Linked DNA regions of Mus musculus: region 2 is linked to region 1. The links are chromatin contacts, called in public promoter capture Hi-C maps. All regions are on one chromosome and are shown on one strand. The core of a region is the stretch at or near the end of the contact, and the rest is flanking DNA. Distances in the headings are between cores, read along the strand shown.

The links. Promoter capture Hi-C pulls out the DNA fragments that hold promoters and counts their contacts.
Region 2: a promoter capture Hi-C map of pre-B cells shows a contact between it and region 1, with 6 times the contacts expected there. The contact joins the promoter of Dffa here to the promoter of Zfp46 in region 1. A contact is called at or near these places in 1 of 39 promoter capture datasets (pre-B cells), 1 of 484 Hi-C or Micro-C datasets (CD4 T cells) and 1 of 9 other capture datasets (liver).

Annotation. Positions count from the first base shown.
Region 1 is chr4:136,284,047-136,288,744 of GRCm38.p6, reverse strand. Zfp46 (zinc finger protein 46) reads right to left here and starts at 2,678. Exons shown (of 3, transcript NM_009557.4): 1 at 2,264-2,678; 2 at 1,430-1,673. The coding sequence starts at 1,535.
Region 2 is chr4:149,102,866-149,107,431 of GRCm38.p6, reverse strand. Dffa (DNA fragmentation factor, alpha subunit) reads right to left here and starts at 3,290. Exons shown (of 6, transcript NM_001025296.2): 1 at 3,046-3,290; 2 at 1,119-1,280. The coding sequence starts at 3,181.

The sequences.
Region 1 (4,698 bases), core at 1,429-3,928:
TCATTCTCTTTTTTTGTTGGGTGGGATGATATAGTTAGGTTCTACTTAAAATAGGTCTGAGTAAATAACATAGTGATGGCTGTTGAATCTTTACTTCACGTTTAATTATGTGTATGCATCTAGGTTGGAGTATGTGTACATGTGATTGCATATGCCTTCAGGAGCCAGAAGAGGGCATCTAATCCCCTGGAGCTAGAAATACCAGTGGTTGTAAGGTGCCTGCTATGGGTACTGGGAACTGAACTCAGCACCTCAGCAAAAGCAATGTCCACTCTTAACATTTGAGGCATCTCTTCCACCTGTTCCTGGATTTGTTCACTTTGTGTTTGGTATTGGAGTTGTTGCTGCCTTTAAAGAACAATTCAAGGGACAAGAGCTCAAGGAAGTAGGGGAGGGGAGCAAATCAGATCAAGTGTTTGGACACGTGTATATGAAAATGTCAAAATGAAACTCATTATTAGTATCACCTAAAAATGAATAAAAAATAAAAAGAAGACTCCAAGGAAACTGGGACATCAGAGAGAGAGAGAGTCCAAGCAAAGAAAACCTGTCAGGTCGCCTTCTGTTCTGAGAATAAAAACATTTTAAAATATCTCAGTCCTATGTCTGGCTGTATGCCGGACTGAGGATGAAACCCAGGGCTTCAAGTCTGCTAAGCAAGCGCTCTACCAACCGAGCTGCATCTGCAGCCTCACGACTTCTCCTCTGAATAGGATCTGTGAGCTGACTATTCAGTGGTTCTTCTGAAACAAGACTGGGGCTGGAGAGATGGCTCAGCAGTTAAAAGCACTGGCTGCTCTTCTGAAGGTCCTGAGTTTAAATCCCAGCAGCCATATGGTGGCTCACAACCATCCGTAATGAAATCTGATGCCCTCTTCTGGTGCATCTGAAGACAGCTACAGTGTACTTACACATAATAAAAGGAAAAAGAAAGAAGACACACTTGAAGGATGATCGCCTCTGAAAGATCTCTAGACAAGAACCGACCTAAAGTACCTGAAGCAACGCTGCAGCTATGGAGCCAAAACAAACATAGAAGGGAGGTTTCTGTCCTCCTGTGAACCCACCTCAGAGCCCTCATCTTCCAGCGCCCCAGAGAAAAAGCACCATTTATAGGGCATTTATGTCCTGGCGAGCACCAGAGTGTAAGACCTGTTTGGTCAGTAATCTGTACAAACAGGCCACAGAGCCGCTAATGACTCAGGGCACGAGAATCCTCAGAGTCTCGGAAACGGCAGAAACTTTACTTTTCATTTAAGACTGGGAAACACGGATCTTCCCACACTTAAAGATTTGAATGAGCACCAAAGCAGGTAACTAACCGTGTGGTTTTCCTTAACAACAAACAAGGCTGTATCGAAAAGACCTAAGCCGTTCTGACAGTTTCAAAACCCCTAAGAGGTAAGACAAGATAAAAGTCCTCACTCACCCAGTGAGACAACATTTCCGTAATTCTCCTGCATCACATCCCTGTAAAGATCTCTCTGTGTAGGATCCAGAGGTCTCCATTCTTCCCGAGTGAGGTACATGGCCATATCTTCAAATGTCACAGGGGCCTGAAATCACACAACGCTTCCTCACTACTTGGTATCTAGGAGTTTAGAACCAGCTTTTCTTCTTGAAATTAGAGACATGGTTAGAAATGTCGAGAAGGCAGTGGCATTAAGTCTCATCTGTAGAGTCCGAAGGAAAAAAAAAATAATAAAGAAAGAAGAAAAAAAGACATGTGGTCAAAAGACAGGGGCAATCTACTAGCTTCCCGCTCAGGCCGTCCCTGCCCACTTTGGACCCTTACATACAAGGCTCTCCTTTTCTTAGACCAGTGAAATTCTCGTCTTTATGGCCCAGTTCTAGAGCCAACTGCTGTTCTGTTTCTCCCCACCCTTTATCACTCTTCGCTCCATCCTTGGACACCACATCTAGAATTAACCACTCCTCGACTTACTATTTCCCACACCACAATACGTCCTTGCTCAGGCCAACAGAATACTTACCATATCGCATCCAGGTTAACCGGACACACCGTTCTCCCTACAGATTGTTGGCAAGAAGGGTACCACCCATCTTGTTTGGTTTTATTCTCCTCAGTATTTAGTCTTACAGTGGGTGTTCTATATATGCTTGTATATGGTTATATTAGCCAACTCGAAGCCCGTATACTAAGCAGAATAGCAAAATGAGCTTATCCCAGGGAATTTCCTATAGGGGTTTGCAGACGGGGAAACACCGGGCAAGATGGGTAAGCAGAGCCCTCGGGGCTTACCTGAGTCCCAGACATGAGCAGGGTGGCTGCCATCTCGGGCTCAAGCGTTCGTCTCCTGGGAGAGAGAGAGCAGGAAAACCAGCTAGCAGACAACGTTGAAGGAGGCGAAAAGCAGGACGTGAGGCGCGGCAAGAGGCCCTGCCCACTACTCCCTAGGGCTGGAGTTCTGGTCGCAGGGTATGAGGGGAAGGCCCAGGACTGGTCACTCTCCTCTCTGACTCCCGAAGAGTCACCCACTCTCCGTGTCTCGGTTAATATCGAGTACGTGCAACGTTAGGGTAGGAGAGGGCAGGCACTGGCTGGGTGCCCCCTAGGCTGGGGGGTCAGGCCGATGCAATTCAAGGGAGGAGGCTTTCAACCCAGCCCATAGAACGCCTCTGCTCTGCCATCTCCGGGCTGGGACCTTTCCGGCAGCAATCCCAGCCAATCAGCGAAAAGAAATCGTAAAATATCTGACCAATCAGAAGCCAAACCATCAGCCCTCCTCCTGCGGCGTGGCCGGGTAGCTCCATCACGCGTGCGCGCACCTCGCGGCCTGACGGGACTTGGAGTTTCACTCTGGCGTACAAAGGCCACTTAGCAGCCAAGAGCAGGGGAGGGAAAAGAACAAAAGGGAAGAGACAGGACCGCGACCTTCAAGACCAGTGAGAATACCCCCACACATACTTTTTTCTCGGAAACCACAGCACGACTCAGCAAAGGAAGCGTCTGTGTTTTTTTTTTTTTCTCATGGCCCTACGACCATCTTTGAGTCATATATTATCCGCGAGGTTAGATTGAGTGTGGAAGCTCGGGCTGACCTCAGCTGAGATCACCCCTCATTTGACAGCCCAGGCCAGAGCGGGAAAAGGCTTCTTTTCCCTCCCTTGGGAGACTCCCTGGCCGGGATGGAACTTTGGGCCCCGCCCACGGACTCCCAACACCGCCTGAAGCTCTCGCTTTCTGGATACTGAGAACTACAACTCCCAGTAGGCCTTCCGGCAGTCACAACCCACCCCAGACTACATATCCCACGAGGCCTCGCGTCCCCTGTCCGGTGCTGGAGTGCTGTCCGCGGCCCGGCCCAGGGTGTTCCAACGTTAACCCTGTAGGGAGCGTCTCGAGCTCTTTTATAGAGACGGAGCTCAAGTGCACCCATCTAAGTCGCCAAAACATTGAAATCAGAAGCGGGGGGGTGGGGTAGGGTGTGTAGGGAAATAGCTGGCCCTGGAGTGGGAGACTCAGGGACTTGGTACTCTTGAGGGTGTCTCTGCTGAAAGGAATCTTGGAGACCTCCCAACATCATGAAAACCTTAGGCCTGCGACAACCTGGAGTCCTAAGGATGCTAGTAGTCTCTGTTTCAAAGAAATCACAAAACCAGATTAGGACAGAACGGACAGGCTTACCTCCTGGTCTGTGGTCGCTGGCTCCTCAGAGATCTAAAGAGGCCTGACGTTCAGAAAGGTTCTAGATATCACCAGCAGATTCCAGAGATCTCAGGGCCATGAATAGAAATCCGAATCCATGGATTAACAGGCAAAGGGCAGGGTTTGGTTGTAGGATGAGCACAAAGCTTCAAGACTGCAGAGACTGTTCTATAGCTCCGGGAAACAACAATCTCATAAACAGATCTCCGAGGCCACAACAGCTGGCCAAGAAACATCAGCGTTGGCTATGCTGCATTCACTCAGAATCCTCCAAATGGAAGGACTTGTAGCCTTTCCTTTCCCTAGCGGGGATGAAGGAATTAGACAATGGAAGGCGAGGGCTAAGCAAAACAGGGATTCTGTGTGGGGAAGAGCTCCCAGCTTGCTGTAGCCTTGGAGAGGGAAGTGATGGAAAAAGAATATAGCAGCTTATTAGGGACTCCCACCCTCTTCAAGTTATAAATATCCCCAAACCTTGGCTTGATGCCCAGACGCCTGTTGTCTCTGACTGAACGGGAGACTTCTCTGCCTAGGCTGGGAAAAGGGACTTTTCTTTTGTTTTACAGATACATCCACACACACTGAAGGACTTGGGGAATTTTTTTTTTCCAAATAAGATTCCCGGCCATGCTTTTATTAGAGTGTTCTGTTCCCAATGCCCAGTTATTTATGGCTACATGACTCAGGGGTCTAAAAAAAAAACAAACTAGCAGGACCCCTACCAGCCACAATGAATCTCTTCTACCTGTGCTTCTCTTGTGCTCCCAAGGGTAGGACTAAAAAATGTTTCGATGCCACAAAATTGCACTATTCTACCTACTGTAAAATGTATCCAGCCACCATGTGAGTTAGAATCCTGAAGGATTTACAACAGCCAGAATATGGGCATAAAGATTGGACAGACCTAGGCTGGGTATCTTTCAGAAAAATCTCTCCAGGCCCATTTCCTTTTTTAAATTTTATTTTATCTTTAATTATTTATAAAGGGGAGGGATATGAGCATGTGAGTACAGGTGCCTGGAGAAGCC
Region 2 (4,566 bases), core at 2,041-4,540, about 13 Mb before region 1:
TTGTCTCAAAAGGCAAAAAAGGAAACAGCAGCCAGTTAACCCTAAGGTATGGTAACTCATGGGCTGAGGGTCCCACCGCATCTGCCTTTTGATAGTCTCTGTGCCTGTGCCCGGGGGTGGTGGGGTGGGGGTGGGGGTGTCAAAGAGAGGGATGAGGAGGAGGAGTTAGGGTTTCAGGCAGCACACAGCACACACTAGACTTGCATTCACTATGTAGTTGAGGCTAGCCTAGGACGTCCTAAGCACTGGAGTTACAGGTGTCTGCCCCATGCTTGGCTGCGTTCTGAGTTTGTATTTGAAAATGTTCACTCTCACCAGCACGCCTCCCTGGGGGTGGGGGGGGGGTGGGGGAGGGGTGAAGACTGATCCTTTCTGTCATGGGGCAGGTGGTTGACAAATCTTTGCTGGAAGGCTGACTGCCTCGATTCAGTAGCAATGGTCTTTGAGAAGATGTTTCTCTAACTCTAGGACAAGTGCTAATCACCTCCAAATCCGCAGTGCTGCTGGTGACAGCATTAACCTCTGCCGAGACCTTCCTGTGTGCCAGGTAAGATCAGTCACTAACACAGTGCCTTGGACAATGTCCGGAGACATTCTTGGTTGTCATAGTTGGGGCAGACACTGTAATTATTATTTCATTAAGGAGCCACAAGACTGCCGGGCATGGTGATGCATGCCTTTAATTTCAGTACTTGGGAGGCAGAGACAGGAGGATCTCTGAGTTTGAGGCTAGCCTGGTCTATAGAGTGAGTTCCAGAATAGCCAGGGCTATACAGAGAAACCCTATCTTGAAAAACAAAACGAAACAAACAAACAAATAAACAAAAAAGGAGCCAGAAGACTGTGTAGTTTGCCCAGTCCCCTGGCTAGAAGTGGCAGTACTCCCCCCCCACCCCCCCCTCCAGTTTCATTGACACGCTGGGTCTCGGTTGCCATGGGTCTGGGTGGGGTGTCTCGTTCCTCTTCTTCCCCAGGCCTTAGCACTGTGCCTGGCACGCAGAGATGCTCAGGTAACCTTTGCTGTGTAAGTGCTTAGACAGCCAGACAAACAGCAGCCACTGGCCTGCGTAGGCCATCGAGCTGGCACGGCTCTTGGCTACACAGCCTGCATTTCTTACCGGAATCATTATAAATCCACTTCTCATTGCAGGCCAACGCCACAAACTTCGTATTGGAAGGAAGGCAGAGGAAGTAGTCATCGTCATCCACTATGGTCCCGTCCTCAGCCAGGACCAGGGTGATCGGCGTCAGGGACTTATCAATGGCCAGGAGTTCACAGGCTGAGAAGAAGAAAATAGTTGCCAGGTGACAAACATCCATAAGGAAATGGTATCTGTCTTAGAACTCTCTGGTATGCCCCACGTATGTGACATTCATCACACGCCTGGTCCCATTCTTACTGCGTTTCCGGTAAAAAACTGATGCTACAAAGGAGTTACTATTATTATTCCCAATTTATAGACAATGAACCCAAGCTCTGAGAGATTAAGGAATTTACTCAAAATCCTACTGTAAGTAGCATAGTTAAGACTAAACTTTTTTTTTTTTTTTTAGATTTCTTTATGTATATCAGTACACTGACTTAGCTGTCTTCAGACACACCAGAAGAGGGCATCAGATCTCATTACAGATGGTTGTGAGTCACCATGTGGTTGCTGGGAATTGAACTCAGGACCTCTGGAAGAGCAGTGAGTGCTCTTAACCACTGAGCCATCTCTCCAGCCCTAAACTTTTTGTTTGTTTAGATTTTATATTCATGAGTGGTTTCTTTTTTCTGAAGGTATGTGTGTAGATTACATACATGTGTTGTGCCCACCCACATGCATGGAGCCCAGAAGCGGGTGTTGGATGCCCTGGAACTGGAGTACTAGAAGGTTGTGAGCCACCATGTGGGTACTAAGAACTGAGCCCAGATCCTCTGCAAGAGCAGAAAGCACTCTCAGCAGCTGAGCCATCTTTCCAGCATCCTCACATAGGAGGCATTTGAGTCTACATAAATAAGCATCCAACCAGAGGCTGGTCTGATTACAGTGGACGCGTAATGCTGTCCCTTGCTCATTTATTCGGTGGTAATCTTGAATTCTACACATCAAATGTCAGAAAACAAAAAGTAGGTGGTTTATTCTCTCTGTGGCTATCTTCTTTTGCAGTTCTTCTAGACTGAAGGAAACTACAGTATTGGCAGAAGCTTTACTCAGTGTCATTTCATTTATATTATTGCCAGGCAAGAGGCTTTCCATAAGGCTGTCATCACCCAAAATAGAACTGCCAGTCAGTCTGCTATAGGCTCTGCTGCAGAGAACAGAAGTCTCTGGGGCCAAGGACACCCAGCCAATGCAACTGAAGTGGCACTAAGCTGAACTAACCTTGTGCTGGGGTGAAATGCAAGCCTTGGTGTGACAGAACCCCTGTCACCAGATCAAACCCTGCTCCTGGGTCTCAGTAGCTAGCTCTCCGGAAGCGATGCACACCCTGGCACAGGTGAATCCGTGCCCGGAGCTAGCTGACATGAAAGACCTGCAGAACTTCTTTGAGTATCTCATTTGTTGCTACGGGCTAATAACGCTTGTAAGTAACCATTGAACAGACCATCTCACTTGAGAGTCCCAAGAATCCTTTGAAGCAAAGTTGAAAATACACCCACTACACGGCTGAGGAAACTAAGGGTCCAGAGATGGTTAAATGCAAAGTATAGTCAGGATCAGAACATGGCTCACGTTCCTTACTTGGACTCTAAGGGCAGGCACTGACAGCTCCCTTTTAATGGAATAGGTACTGAGTGCGGACTCCCATTCCCATCCCGTCGGGGAGCCCCAGTACCGCCTCTGTGAGCCAGAGTGGACAGAATACGCTGGACTCGGTTTGGTCCAAAATCAGGTCAATGAACCTGGACCTGCACAGTTTCCCGTCCCCTTCACGGCTCCTCTCAGTGTAGGTAAGTAAAAACGCCAGGAATCTGTCAATCACTGGACCCACGTGGGTCCCTGCAGTCCCTAGGCTCTGGGGTCACCTTCCCGACCCCGCCCGGTCCCCTCAGCAGCCAACCTTTGCTCCTCAGCTCCTCGAGACTGGAGGCTGCCACGCCGTGCTGATCGCGGCTGTGGTTGCGGCGTAGCAGACACGGTTTGAGAGGCCGGACATCGTCCGGGTCTGGGGCGCTGGCTCCCCGCGACAGCTCCATCCTCAAAGTGGGGACCTGGCGACTCTGGGAAATCCCAGGTAGCCCAGAGCCCCTTCCCTAAGCTTTGACAACCTTCCTCCCGCTGCCTGACGGGAGATGTAGTTCTCTCAGCAAGTTACGCGAGACCAAGGCACGCCGGGAGATGTAGTTCTAGTGGCGGCTAATCACGGGCGTTCCAGGGCACGACGGGAATTGTAGTTTCTGGGTTCAAAGCCAGGGGCGGGGGGGATTCAGTTTAGGGAAGTGGTCCAGATTGGAGATTTCTTTTTTTTCTGTTGTTTTCTTTCCCCTACCCTGTTACCTTCCCCTCCTTTTCTTCTCTAAAAGACTGTATGATGGAAAACCCGGGGTCTCATGTATGGTAAGCATAGTTCTACACTACATTGCCAGCCATATATTCATGTTTTTTTTTTTTCCTTTTTAAAGATTTATTTATACATAAGTACACTGTAGCTGTCCTCAGACACACCAGAAGAAGGCATCAGATCTCATTACGGATGGTTGTGAGCCATCATGTGATTGCTGGGATTTGAACTCAGGACCTTTGGAAGAGCAGTCAGTGCTCTTAACTGCTGGGCCATCTCTCCAGATGCATATTCATGTTTTAAGAGTTGCCATTGAACTGGGTGTTGTGGCTCAGGCCTTTAATCCTCAGGAGGCAGAAGGATCTTTATGAGTTCCAGGGCAGCCTGGTCTACATAGTGAGTTTCTACACAGCCAGAGCTACATAAAAGAGAAAATTGTGTGTGTGTGTGTTTGTGTGTTTTTCAGGACTGGTTTTGTGACTTTTGAAGTTTAAAGGATATGATTTACAAGCAAGTTGAAATATTAAGTAAACATTTTACATTAAGTTAAATAGCTGACAAGATAGCTTAGTGGGTAAAGGTGCTTGCTGCCAGTCCTTACACCCTGAGTTTGATCCCAGAGCCCAGCATGGTAGGAAAACAGATTTCCAAAAGTTGTTCTCTGATCACACAACCTGACATTTGTATGCATGCATGTATGCTCATGTGAACACATACCCCCCCCACACACACAAATGGTTGCTATGAAATTATTATTAAGTTTTTAAAAGGAGCTGGTTTACTTATGTTTCTTAAAATTTTATTTTTGTAACCCAGCATGCTGGTGAATACCTTTAATCCTAGCTCTTGGGAGGCAGAGGCAGTTGTATCTCATTGAGTTCAAGGCCAAGGAGAACAAGCCAAAGTTACACAAAGAAATTCCGTCTCTGGCTGGTGAGATGGCTCAGTGGGTAAGAGCACCAGACTGTTCTTCCGAAGGTCCAGAGTTCAAATCCCAGCAACCACATGGTGGCTCACAACCATCCGTAGCGAGATCTGACTCCCTCTTCTGGAGTGTCTGAAGACAGCTACAGTGTACTT